Regions from separate parts of the Mus musculus genome. Here region 1 is linked to region 2. Evidence: chromatin contacts called from public ChIA-PET data. All regions are on one chromosome and are shown on one strand. The core of a region is the stretch at or near the end of the contact, and the rest is flanking DNA. Distances in the headings are between cores, read along the strand shown.

The links. ChIA-PET counts read pairs in DNA pulled down with a chosen protein or histone mark.
Region 1: an RNA polymerase II ChIA-PET map of memory CD8 T cells shows a contact between it and region 2, with 22 read pairs. The contact joins two enhancer-like sites. A contact is called at or near these places in 1 of 484 Hi-C or Micro-C datasets (cerebellum), 1 of 115 datasets of contacts at active chromatin or transcription factors (memory CD8 T cells) and 3 of 9 other capture datasets (adipose tissue, liver and pancreatic islet).

The regions. Positions count from the first base shown.
Region 1 is chr1:131,361,174-131,367,676 of GRCm38.p6, forward strand. Srgap2 (SLIT-ROBO Rho GTPase activating protein 2) reads right to left here. Exons shown (of 23, transcript NM_001081011.2): 5 at 2,829-2,891. The region is part of intron 3 of Gm51644 (a long non-coding RNA gene); the gene reads left to right. Among named protein-coding and RNA genes, the nearest start is that of Ikbke, 85 kb to the left of the region's middle. Within about 2 kb of position 4,893, at least 19 of the 459 cell types and tissues checked have an H3K27ac peak or open chromatin away from gene starts, as enhancers often do. A contact at or near this core is called in memory CD8 T cells, where this site is marked.
Region 2 is chr1:131,200,828-131,208,113 of GRCm38.p6, forward strand. All of the region lies in intron 2 of Rassf5 (Ras association (RalGDS/AF-6) domain family member 5), which reads right to left. Among named protein-coding and RNA genes, the nearest start is that of Gm28913, 41 kb to the right of the region's middle. Within about 2 kb of position 3,839, at least 41 of the 459 cell types and tissues checked have an H3K27ac peak or open chromatin away from gene starts, as enhancers often do. A contact at or near this core is called in memory CD8 T cells, where this site is marked.

The sequences.
Region 1 (6,503 bases), core at 3,643-6,142, 160 kb after region 2:
GTCTGGAACTCACGATGTTTAAGAGAAGGTTTCACTGTGTCACCCTGGCTGGCCTGGAACTCACGATGTTTAAGAGAAGGTTTCACTGTGTCACACTGGCTGGCCTGGAACTCACGATGTTTAAGAGAAGGTTTCACTGTGTCACACTGGCTGGCCTGGAACTCACGATGTAGAACAGACTGACTTTGAACTCAACCTGCCTCTGCTTCTCAAGTATTGAATAAAATGTGGCTCTCTCTCTCTTCATGAGCACTAGGCTAATCAGCAAAAAGGATATATAGTCACCCAAATCTCAGACCAGTCCTAAGATATTCTCACCCTACATAAACAACAACTTTTAATTCTAGTCTGTAACTTTCCTAATAATCTATACAGAATCTTCAAATTTATTTGGTCCTTCAAATTTATATAGTCTCATATTTTGAAAATATGAATTCCTCAATCATTGTCAGCCATATGGCATACAGGTATCAGAGCATGTCACTTGCTGCTGCTTCTGGGGAATTGCTGGGTGGAAAACAACAAACTTCCCACCAACTTTTATCATCATGCTGACTTGCAGTGCATGACTTCCAAGTGCATGCATCTAGTAGTCAGAGCAGGACAGATTCTCAGGTGTCTAATTTAGCAGTCTAGGCTCAGCACACCCGTGCTTTTGGAGCTTGATAACTATTGCGGCAAATTGTTCTGTACATTGTAGGATCCTCCAGTCACGACAACTAAAAACATCAGCAGACACTGACACACATTCTACTTTGTAGGAATGGGGGAGGCCACCATGTATAAGGCTCAGTGTACCAGAGTCTGTTCTGTCCTCTCTGGAAGTTCCTGGTGTCTTCTGTTTTTCTTTTTCCATTTAGATGTAAATAGCTAAGCCTTATTTGGGACTTGATGAATCTTAAGTATAATAATTCACCTCAAAGCAGGGAGCAGCACACGCACTGATTCTGCATGTGGATGCTAGGCTTTATGCTCTCTATTAACTATGGGCTCATGGTGGCCACAGAAGCCATCGCCAATACTGGTCTGAAGACTAAGCATAGAGGTCTCAGGGCTGGGAGATGGCTGAGTAGAGAGGCCTAATGACCTGAGTTTGATCCCCAGATCCCACAAGGTGGCAGGAGAGAACAAACTTCTAAGAATGATCCCTTATGCACACTCAAAATAAATACTAAAAATAATACATAGGGGATGGTAGGCACAGGGCTGGGGTGGGTGGGGAGAATCTTCCATCTTGTCTTTCATCAGAAAAAGCAGCAAGCTCCATGGTTTTCATCCTCATTCCACCACAGCTTACATATTGCCATTTGCTTTCTAAATCAACACTTATGAAGTAAGGCAAAGCTAACAGTTCTTTAGACTCTTCTTCCTCTGCTACCTCACTGCAAAAGCAGTATGCTGGGTCTGAGTTGGTTTGAGGATGTTGCTCGACTTCTGGTAAACAGCAAATAGCAAAGACTCAAGATGCTTATTTACTGGGAAAACAGGAGTCCTAGAATAGCATGTGCCATTGTTATGTTAGAGAGATCTACAGAGGCAAGACTCAGCTCTTCTTGGTACCTAGAAGATGGTCTAAAAATAAAGAGAAGTTAAGCAATGAAAAGATAAGGTTCAGGAAACTCATCCACTCTGAAAATGGTTCACAATACCATGCTTCTATTTTTAAAAAGTCTTAACTTCATTTGAGAGAAATAAAAACTTAGGGGACAAAGAGTACCACCTATTACTTGGCTTCAGAGATTAAGAGTCAGTGAGTAGAAATTCAAAACAACTGGAGCATCACTGGAGACAAATTAGATGACCACTCAAGTCTATTTACCAACAGTTACCATGACATACTGGCCACACCTAAACTTCTGGATCAAGAATTTGGAATTCTGATCTCAGACGCTTGTGGAGCACATCACCACTATCCTCCCATCCTGTGAAGGAAGGGGGTAAAGCATGGAGAGATAAGAGGAAGGCAGGGAGGGAGGGAGGTAGGGAGGGAAGGAGGGAGGAAGAGAGGGAAGGAGGAGTAGAGGGAGGGAGGAAGAAGTAAATACAGAAGATCATTTTCACCTTCAAATAGGTTAGGGCACCCTAGAAAATGACACATAGTGCTGGCACATCCAAACTTTGGAAAGGGTTGGAAAAGCTACAAGTTTACAACTGAAGTATTCCTCCTTTGGCAGAAGGAACTTCCTTGGTGTGTGTTCTCAATGTAATTAACAAAACATGGCTGAGAGAAAACAAACACCAGGGCTCCTGAGGCACACTGCTACAAACCACAGTCTGAAGAGTTCAAAGCAGACTGCCTTCTTTTCTCCAAGGCCGAAGCTTACCTCTCTGTTGTGTTTGCCATGTTCTCTTCGCCTGAAATGATGCTGCACATTGAAGACTTTAGGAATCTGTGCTTCCATTTACAGCATCTGCTCTAATCTCAAACCACAATTAATCTAAGTTCTGATGCATAGTTTAAGACCTAAACGCTTTCCAATATGCAGAAGTGTGATGTAGGCTACATTCCTTGTCATCAAGTTTGGGGTCCCTGGCTTGCTGGTAATTGTACCCCAGCTGTTCTGGTAACCTAGACCTTGGCTGGTCTCTTTCAATGGTGCCCCAGATGAAGCCAGAATAAAATTGCACAACTGGAAAAATATTTTTTAGCTTATTTGGTTTTGAAAAAAAAAATTAGCGTGGAAAAAAAGTGGGTGGGTCACCCCCAATGGGGAATAGGCACTGTCCTCAGCCTCAGTTGAGTTCTGTTGCTGACGTGAGTATGGCTGCAAACAGCCAAATGCTGCTTCTCTCTATGATAAAAGAGCCAGGCAGCCCATCTGATTTACCGAGTAAAGCTCGTTCAGGACTTTCATCAAATCATCTTGGAGTTGCTGGCCAACTTCTTTACTCTGTAAAGAAAAGAGGAAGGAAGGTTAATTGAAAACCAGAAGGAGATAGGAGGTGGCAGCAAAGACAAGAGCAGCATAGGCTCTACAAATGACACAAATTCAATTATAGCCCAGTATTTAACCTAGCAAATCAGATAACCAATTATGTCAGTTTACTCAGAGTTTTAATGAAATGAAATGGGCCTTTTCTATAGTCCAGTAGAGACAATCATGTAGAGGGAAAATAGGTTACAGCCCTTGATTTTTCAAATTGCTCTCAAAAGCAGGCTTGAGAGCAACATCCTACCCAGAAACTGTGGTTAGATAGACCATGCTTTCTCAGATATTTGGAGGCAAAACTCCATTGGATTCCTAAGGAAAATAAGGTGTCCAACATGATTAGACAGTAAAAGAATATAAACATTCAAGGACTTCAGAGACCCTAAACTCAGCAGAAAACTCCAAGCAGGAAGGTACTGTACTGACAGCACACTGACCTCAGCAGGCTAGTGTCCGCAGGCTTGGGCTGCGCATTCCTTCTCCACAGAAGGGAAAGCACCTAAAACTGAGTGCATTTGCTTTTTCTGGCGCAGATGTTAAGACCTTCAGGTCCCCCAATTCTCACTTGTTTCACTTCTTCCCCAGCTATCTAAGGCAGTGGCTCTTCAATAAAAATGTCTTGCAACAGCAGTTACTGCTACCTGATTCTGATAATATTAAGGAGTTTCCAAAAGACTAATTCTGAGCAGCAGTAGCTATCTGATCCTTTATTGCTGCCTACCCTAGGTTGCATCTGACCATGAAATAGTAGAAATAGGGCTGGAGAGATGGCTCAGCGGTTAAGAGCCCCGACTGCTCTTCTGAAGGTTGTGAGTTCAAATCCCAGCAACCACATGATGGCTTACAACCATCCGTAATGAGATCTGATACCCTCTTCTGGGATATCTGAAGAGAGCTACAGCAAGGCAATGGGGCCAGAGTGAGAAGAAAAAAAAGTGTCTGAAGACAGCTGCAGTGTACTTAACATATAGTAAATAATCTTTAAAAAAGACTTATAAAAAAATAGTACAACTAGAAGAATGAGGAAGTAGGAAAGAAATGTATTTTCTATACCAAATGTTAATAGCCAAAAATGCAGAGAATAAAAACAATTGGTTATTGTTTTCAGAACCAAAAATTCAGATACCTACAACAGCTGAGCACACTCTTTTTACTTTTCCATACTAGGAATTAAACTTGGGATCTGGTGGGTACCAGGCAAGCACTCTACCACTGAGCTGCATCTCCAGCCCCTAACATACCACAGCTCATTTCTGAAGCAAGGGAAGAGTCCTTTCATTCATACCCTCTTCTCTCTCTCTCTCTCTCTCTCTCTCTCTCTCTGTGTGTGTGTGTGTGAAAGAAAGACAGAGACAGAGAGGGAGGGAGGGAGGGAGGGAGGGAGGGAGGGAGGGAGGGAGAGAGAGAGAGAGAGAGAGAGAGAGAGAGAGAGAGAGAGAGGAGAGAACATGTATACCACCCACAGGGCACACTGAGGGCAGAGAAAACTTGCCTGAGTTTTCCAACATAAAGTTTCTGGGCATCAAAGTCAGGGTGTCGGGATTGTTAGTAAGTGACTTATCTTGCCAGCCTGAGCCTGAGCATTTTAAAAACTATTTTGCCACTTTATAATTAAGTTCTTTGGCTAATTTTTTTCTATTAGTGTATTCATTATGGGAATAACATAGGTGTGACTTCTATCATGAATACTTACCCAGGATATAAGGATATAACATAGGTGTGACTTCTATCTTGAATACTTACTTGTTTTGTATTTGGTAATTTTAAAAATGGGGTGGAAGGACCACAAATTAGCAACTAAAACAGTTGCTGCTAGTCTCAGCTTTCCTATCACTTGCTGTGTCTTTATTACGTTCATTGTTGTGTTGACAAAAGACCTTTCAAGAAGCAATTGAGGTTACTGAGGTTTCAGTTCAAGAAGGTGCTTTCCATCTTGTTGGGGAAGGAATGGTGGCAGGAAGAAGGAAGTGGGCAGATCACAAAGCAGACAATAAGCAGGCTGAAGTCCTGTCCCCCATGAACCCCCTTCTTCCAGGAAGTTTCCACCTCCTAAAGGTTTCATAACCTTCCCAAATAGAGCCACCATCTGGGGCCAAGTGCTCAAACACATGGGCCTATGAAGGACATTTCATATTCAAATCATAGTGTTTGCTGTAATCTGGCTGTTCTGGCCAATTTCTCCAGGCTTAATTTCTTTTCTGTAAAATGAAAGTCTTTCTGTCATATTGTAAGACCTGGAACTTTGAAATATCTAGAGGAAAATCCAGGGAAGATATCCCAAGATATATGCAATAGCAAGGACTGAAAAGAACTCTAATAGCACAGAAAATAAACTTAAAAACTGGGAAAGTGGATAACATCAAATTAAAAAGACTTTGTATAGCAAAGAAAACAACTACCAGAATGAAGAGAGGCATAGAACAGAAGAAAGGACTTTTCCAAGTAACTATCTGGTTAACTATCTGATTATCTAGAATCTACAAATACCTTCAAAACTTAAACACCTCAATGCCCAAATCATCTAGTCAATAAATGGGCTACTGAACTGAACAGATAGATAGTTCCTAAAGAAATACAAGTGGCTAGTATTAGCATTCCCTCTAGGCCATGTTCACAGTTACCTGGCAATAGCCAGGTATGCCTGACTCACTATAAAGGGGGCTGCTTGTACCCTCCTCTCTTATCCTCTTATCTTCTTACTCTCTTACTCTGTGCCTCTTCTCCCTCTCTCCATTTGTTCCTGGATGGCCTCCCAACTCCCTCTTCCTCTCCCTCCCTCTCTTTCTCTCTCTGCCTTTCTCTGTCTCTACTTCCTTGTCAATTCCCCTTCTCATGTCCTAAATAAACTTTATTCCATACTATATCCATCATATGGCTGGTCCCTCAGGGGAAAGGGATGCCTCAGTATGGACCCACAGAGGCACCCCTCCACCTCACCATATCTCATTCTATCAAACATATCCTTAGCCCTTCTCTTTTTTATAAAATACAACAGCCAGTAAATATTTGAAAAATGTTCAACATCCTTAGCTATCAGAAAAATGCAAATTAAATTGCTTTTAGATTTCATCATACCCCAGTCAGAATGGTGTCATAAGAAAACAGTAACAACAAAGCTGAGTTTTAAAAGCTACAATGGAGCTATAAGGCCCAGCTATACCAATCTTGGGAGTATACTAAAGGACTCTGGGTAAACATACCAGGGATATATGTACATACATGATTATTGCTGCATTATTCATAATTGCCAGGAAATGAAACCATTCTAGATGTTCATCAACAAATGAATAGAGAAATGAAATGTGGTACATGTACACAAAAAAGTTTATGTAGTCAAAAAAAAAATGAAATGAGTTTTGAAAGAAAATAAGAAAAAAAATGGCAGTAACTGAAAACTATGTGAAGTGAAATAAGTCAGACTCAGAAAAGCAAATACCACATTTGTTCTCTCATAGAGAATCCAGATTTAAAATTGCATGTGTAGGTTATGAAACTGGACAGGAGCCGGGCGTTGGTGGCACATGCCTTTGATCCCAGCACTTGGGAAGCAGAGGCAGGCAGATTTCTGAGTTC
Region 2 (7,286 bases), core at 2,589-5,088:
CTCTCTGCCAGATCAAGTCATTCCTAGGCGGGCTAGAAGGAATGCTTTTCTTATTTGGGACGGATCCTTCCAGACCACAGAGGCCTGACGGCAATTTGGGCTACCGTTGTTTGAGCAACAACCGTATGTGCTGGGTGATGGCATGCTGTCTGTCATTAATTTTAAACATTAAATAGAGACCATTAATTCCATTGCATGGAGGAGGAAGGCAAAGCTTAGAGTCATGCAAACAGGCCATGTATGACAGGGTCAGGCCAGAGCCGTGACCCAAGGGTCTATTTGCTCTGCGTCACTGTGATGTCCCATCCATCTGCTGGGGTAGGATTGTCTGAGGGACACTCTGCCAGCTTGAACTGCAGAGGAACCTGGAGCTCCAGGAAGTGCAAACCCAGCCTTTGGAAGCCCGTGTTTCAGAGAGAGCCAGCTGCACTTTCAGAGTCTGGTGGCCTGTGGACCCCAGGACGGCCTGGAGATGGGGTGAGGAGGCAGGCTCTCAGGACCCAAGTCTCTGTGGCTGTTCTTATAATTCTGAACTAATCCAGTGCCTTCGAGGCTGGGGCTGGCAGAAGGTTAGACTCCCCAGCCTCAGACACAGCACTGCACACTCCACTTTACGCAGTGGTTGCTTTGTGAGGAACCTTTTTCCCCTCCTCAGTCAAATCTGTGCTCGGGGGCTTTAAAGCTGTAGCATAGTATGGTTGCATCATCCCATAGAGAAACCATTAGATAACAGCACCCTGGGGTGGTGCCATCAACCCAGTACCTTGAATGCTCCCTCTCCCTAGAAGAAGATAAGGAGAGACAGACAGCAGGCTAGAGATGGGGGAAGAGTAAGGGAGCAAGGAGGGGTTGCTAGGAGTCACGGGAGGTCTCCCTGAGATGCTGAGGAAGGGCTTGGCTCTGCCCACAGCAATCATCAAATGGGTGCTTTAGAGGCTGGGAGGTTTTCCCCAGAGGCAGCGGTTCAAGCCAGGAGGCTGCTATCGGCTTCCACGTCTCTGATGTTGATTGGATGAGTGCTCAGAGGAGGCCATCCCCCAACATCCTACCTTCGTTGTCCAGCTAGAAAATGCCTCACAGTTTTTTAATAAAGCCGACCTCTAGGCCCAGTGGAACAATATGGGCCTCAGATCCTCTGTGCCCACACTGTATCCTTGGGGGGGTCACTGACAGAGCTCCGCAATCCCACTTCAGTGTTACAACATTCAAAACGTGTGATCTCAAACAGGGCTAATAACAACCTTTTCAAACGCTAGGCTCCAGCGTCCCAGGAACCAGCGCAAGTCTCTTCTTGTGTATAGCATATAAGATGCCAGAAAGGGGGAGGAAAGCTTGCTCAGGGATGCTGCCTTCTTATAGAGTGTTGCTCCATGCTATGCCAGACACTGTGAGGTGATGCTGAGTAGGGTTTTCAGAGTGCCTTTTAATTTTTTTTAAAAGATTTATTTATTTTATGTATGTGGGTATGCTGTTGCTGTCTTCAGACACACTAGAAGAGGACATCAGAGCTCATTACAGATGGTTGTGAGTCACCATGTGGTTGCTTGGATTTGAACTCAGGACCTTTGGAAGAGCAGACGGTGCTCTTAACTGCTGAGCCATCTCTCCAGCCCCTCGGAGTGCCTTTGATACCCACACTTCGCTTAGGCCACTACATAACCTTGAGAGCAGGTATTACGCTCATTTTAAACATTTTTTATTACTTTTATTTTATTTTTGTTGTACAATCCAGTCGTTACCTGCCCCGTCTGTCCTCCTCCCACAGTTCCTCATCCCATTCCTCCTCCCCCCCCGTCTCCAAGAGGATGTTCCTACCTCCACATCCCTTCATCCTACCCCTTGCCAGGCCTCCCCATTCCTTGGGGTCTCAAGTCTTTTGAAGGTTAGGAGTATCTTCTCTCACTGAGACCAGACCTGGCAGTCCTTTGCTGTATATGTGTTGGGAGTCCTCATATCAGCTGGTGCATGCTGCCTGGTTGGTGGCTCAGTGTCTGAGAGATCTCAAGGGTCCAGGTTAGTTGAGACTGCTGGTCATATTATGCCCATTTTACAGGTGAAAAAAAAAAACCCAATGGCAGTAACTTGTTCTATCCAGCTCATTCCTTGCAAAGCCTCCTGACTCCTAGGTACGCTATCTTTCCCATCCACCACCGCCTGCCGGTGGATCTAGGCTTGGAAGGAGGCCAGGAGTAAGAAGTCGGCAAAGTTGAGGCAGCAGACAGAGTCCCAGGGGATGAAAAGAAACCAGCAAAGATCATACCCAATAGAGCAAGTTGAGCAGCTTTTAGGGGGGAAAAATCCTGACTGAAATCCTTAGAGTCTGAAAAGGAGGAAGCTGTCTGTCTGTCTGGCTGGCTGTCAGTCTGTCCGTCAGTCTGTCGTGAGCACCTAGTTGGAATCTTGATATTGAATAATGAACACCAGTAATATCGATTGGTCCTGGGAATGGAGGGGGAGTGGAGGAGCTTGGGTGGCAGAATTCAAACTTATAAGGGGTAAGCCACAGAACATGGGATCTGCCTTATCATGCCCATGGGGCCAGGGACAGGACTGGGCCCAAAGTGTGCCGTGCAGAGCCCTACCTGCACCACGCAGGTTGTGAAACCCTTGGTGAACGGTGAGTGGCCCACTCCCCTGACTCAGGGCCAGGCAATGAAAGACATGATGCTAGGCTGTCCTCCTGGTTCACACGTCATCCTAATAGGAGATCACAGCCCTTGTCATATTCATCCTGGGGTTCAGCATGTTCCAGAAAAGCAGTGACACTGGGGGGCAAGGACTAGTGTGTTTGCCTGCATATGTCTGCACACCACCTATGTGCCTGGTGCCCCTGGAGTCCAGGTGTTGGAGTCTTTGGGACTGAAGTTACAGATGGTTGCTGGCTGCCACTGGACAGTCAGGAACCTAACCCAGTACTTCTGGAGGAGCCAGTGCTTTTAACCTCTGAGCCACCTCTCCTAACTCAGCCCCAGTGTCTGAGCGAGGGTTTCTATTGCTGTGAACAGACAGGCACCATGACCAAGGCAACTCTTATAAAGGACAGCATTTAATTGGGGCTGGCTGACAGGTCCAGAGATTCAGCCCATTACCATCAAGGCAGCAGCCACAACCAAGTTCCCTCCTTACAGCTGTGCTAAATTTGACTTGCATTCCCAGAAGCCATCCTTCCTTCTCGTGTTCTCTCTGTTTGTCAAAATCTTCTTCTGGGGGTCAGGGAGACAGCTCAGTCAATAAAGGGCTTGTCACACAAGCACGGAGACCTACGTTCAACCTCCAACACCAATATAACAAGCCTGGCATGATGCCACGCACCTATGTTCCTGAACCAGGGAGAAGGAAACAGGAGGGTCCTCTGGGCCTGTTGGCCAGCCAGGCCAGCTGAGTCACTGAGTGTTAGGGTTAATGTCATGAGTGGCCAAGGAAGGTATCTGATGCCCTTCCCAGGCCTCTCGTGCACATGCACACGCATACATGAGCATTCTATGTATACTCCCCTGCACATACCACCCCAACACACAGAAATAAGGTAAATAGCATTCTTGAGGAATGGGCATTGAGGCTGTTCTCTGGCTACCACATGCATACATACATAGATGTATGTGTTCAACACACACACACACACACACACACACACACACACCCCTTCCTCTGTCCTCTGCTTCCTGTCCCCCAGTGATGACCACACGTCCCACACCTTCCTCAGAAGCATCCTTTCCCAGATGTCTTATTTAGGTTCAATCTTAAGACCGCTATCTCCCGTCCCTGGGGTGGCATTTCTGAGCATGACATGGGGCCATGTAAAGCAGACTACTCAGTTTTTCCACAGACGATTTCCTGTCTTACAAGATAAGCATCTGTATACCATTTAGGTTAGACTCACTCGAGATTCACTTTCTCGGAGACACTAGCCCACACCATGCTTCTCTTGCTTGACTGCCAGGCTAAGAGCTCCGACAGAGTCTGGATGCATATAGACTGTGAGTTCGGTTGGATTAACTCAGCCACCCACACCAAAAAGCTGAAGCCCTGAAGAGCTCATGATCAGGCTGGGGTCAGGTCTAGAATCTGTGCCCTTGTTGTCCTTTCATGAAACTAGAGAACAGGAGCGTTTCTGTTCAGCAACTTTCTCCCTCAGGTCCCCCATCCAGTGTGCGGCTAATCTTGTAGAATCTGGGGTGGGGTGGCCTTCTACTGTGAGATTTTAGCCCTCATGGTACTACCCACAGAAAGGAAGGTCCTGCTGCCATGCACCTCGGGGCTTCGGGAATGACCATCTTGGAAGCCCACTGCTCACAGGCTGTGGGGAGCACAAAGAAATGTCTCAGGGACTCCCAAGCTTTTCGGGGGACAGAATTGGAATTCCATCCCTTTTTAGAGGCAGGCTCTCAGGTACTATACTGTTTTGAAGGTATCTGGCTCTGGCACGGCAAGAATGAGTTCTCCCTATGCCGGGCAAAGTGGCCTTGGGAGGCTCCTGTGTGGAAGGTCCTGGGTGCAGGAGAATTGTTAGGTCAGGTAGAACTGCTGGCTCTGAAATGGTAGGGAATTGACAGACGCCACGGCACAGGGTATGCCAAGTGTAGCCAGAGTCAGGTAGAGAGAGTTGGCTCTCCTGTGGCACATGTGGACGGGCTGGCACCTGTCTGGCCACTTCTGGAATTCACTGGGAGAAAGACGAACCATTCCTTCTCTAGGAAACGAGTCAGGACAGAAACATAGGCTAAATTGTAATCATGAGAACCAAGAAAGCAAACGCTGAAGAGACCGGGTGGGAATCTGATGCAGTCTGTTCCCTCGCTTCCCAAGTCTGCCAGGAGAGACTGGGCTGGATCTCTGCCTTTTCCACATTCATGCGAATGTTCACAAGCTAGAGGTGGCAGATCACCTCCACTTTATGGTGGACAGAGGATGGTGGTAGTAACTGCCCCAAGGAAACAGAGAAAACAGCAACAACAACAACAACACCACCTCCAAAAAGACCAAAGAGGTAAGCTGTAGAACAAATGCAGAGAGCCAAACAATAATATATGTAAGTGGACTCCTCCAGAGGAAAGCAGTCAGAGGGTGGAAAAACCTGAAGAAATGCCTATAAATTTCCCAATTTTGAGGGCAACATAAATCCACACAGCCAACAAAGCGAATGAACCCCAAGCAAAAGAAACATCCACCAGCAAAGCACATGATACTCAAATAGTCAAAAGCCACAGCAAAGAGCGGGCCAGGTGGTGGCGCACACGTTTAATTCCAGCACTCAGGAGGCAGAAGCAGGAGGATCTTTGAGTTCAAGGTCAGCCTGGTCTAGTTCCAGATCAGCCAGGGTTATACAGAGAAACCCTGTCTTAAAAACCAGAGGGGGGGGGCAGGGAGGGAGATGTAGACACAGCCTGGGAAGGAGACTGTGCCACATACAGATGACCCGAGACAGAGAACAGTTTGAGGTGAGAACCACAAGAGAGATAATAGTGACATTGGTGTATCAAATGAATTTACACTAAAGTAACAAAAGAAAAAGCCTTTCAGTTTATAATTTTCAACTCAAATCCAAAGACGAAACAAGGACCTTTTCAGACATGGGAGGCTGAAGGCATGTATCTGCATACACTCGACACAAGCCAAGAGTGTAACAAGCTATGCCAAAGTTTGTGTCAACACATGACCTTTACAGACTGACAAATCCCGTTTCTCAGAACACATCCCTATGGCTAACAACACACGGCTGTAGGAAGACACTGTAATGTTGAGGAGATAGCTCAGTGGGTAAGAACACTCCCCTGCGAGCATGAGGGACTAAGTCTGAATCTCCAACATGAACTTAAACATGACTGTGCATGCCTGGAACTCCAGCATTAAAGGGCAGAGACCTGCAGAAGCCAAGAACTCCCTGGCCAGCCACCCAGCACACATGGCTGGCTTCAGGTTCAGTGAGAGACTCTGTCTCTCACTAACTAGGTAGAGAGTGATAGAGAAAGCCACCTAACACCCTCTCTGGCCTCTACATGTATACATGGTATGGATCCAGACACTGCTTTTGTTCCCCCCACCCCAAACACCACATGCACATGCTTGCACGCATGCAAGCACAAAAAGCAAATAGCCATACGGGGGGGGGGGGCAGAGCTCCACCCCCTCAGAGGAGAAGAGGGGGGAAGGGGAAGGGATTATGTAAGGGGGGACTGGGAGGCAGGGACAGCAATCAAGATGTAAAGTAAATAGATTAAAATATTATAAACATAAAGAAAAAAGAAATACTAAGCTTACAGTAATTCAAAGAACGCAATGCTGGGAATATTAGCTCAGTGGTAGCGCACTTGCCTGCTATGTGTGAGGCCCCAAGTTTAATTCCCAGCATCTCAAAAAAAAAAAGTTCAGTAACTTTATAAGAAAGTATTTCAATTCATAGAATGCTACCAAGAATAAAGACAGCTACTTCACATCGATAAAGGGGCCAATTATAAGGACATAATAATCTTAAAACTGCATGTATCCAATGATAGAGTTTCAAAACACAGGAGTATATCCAGGTAAAGTGTCACAGCAGGTAATTTCAGGACTTGAATTTCCAGGCTGTATGTGTGTATGTGTGTGTGTATGTGTATATATATATATATATATGTGTGTGTGTATATATATATACACACACACATACACACACACAAATATATATATATATATATATATATATTAAATCCACCAAGAATCTCTGTGACAAAGAAGAGAGCCATTAAGCTTGGAGAAGGGTAAAGAATATAATCAAAATACACTGCATGAAAAATTAAAAACAAAAAGACTTTTGTCCTTTGCGACTCCTTTCTTCCTCTTCTCTGGCTCCCCCGTGTGGTGGTCCTGGGCTCACAGACGGCAGCCCCTCCTCTTCTGAAGGACCTGGGAAAGCAGGGCCTGGAGTGGAGACAGTGTGCTGTGGGAGGCAGTTCCAGGTTAGGAGTCAGGAGATTTGAACTCCTGCCAACTGAGTCAGTTCTCAGCTGTAGCGGGCTCCGTTAAGGAACAGCAGGGAGGAGGGGTGTGTCTGTTTGAGGGGTGTGTGATGTTTGGGGGGTGGGAATGTAGGCAGAAAGGAAACAGACCTCCTGGGTTGAAGGGCCACCAGCCAGGTCGATCCACTCTGGAGATCTGGAAGTCATTTGTCCATTGGGTGAAATGGAACAGGGTCACCTACACAGTGGCACAATGGCTTAGACCTCTATGGTTAGTCGAATGAATGTGTGTGCTTGCAGAGAGACATGGTCTTTATGCACCCACAGATGCTGCTTGCCACACAAACCTAA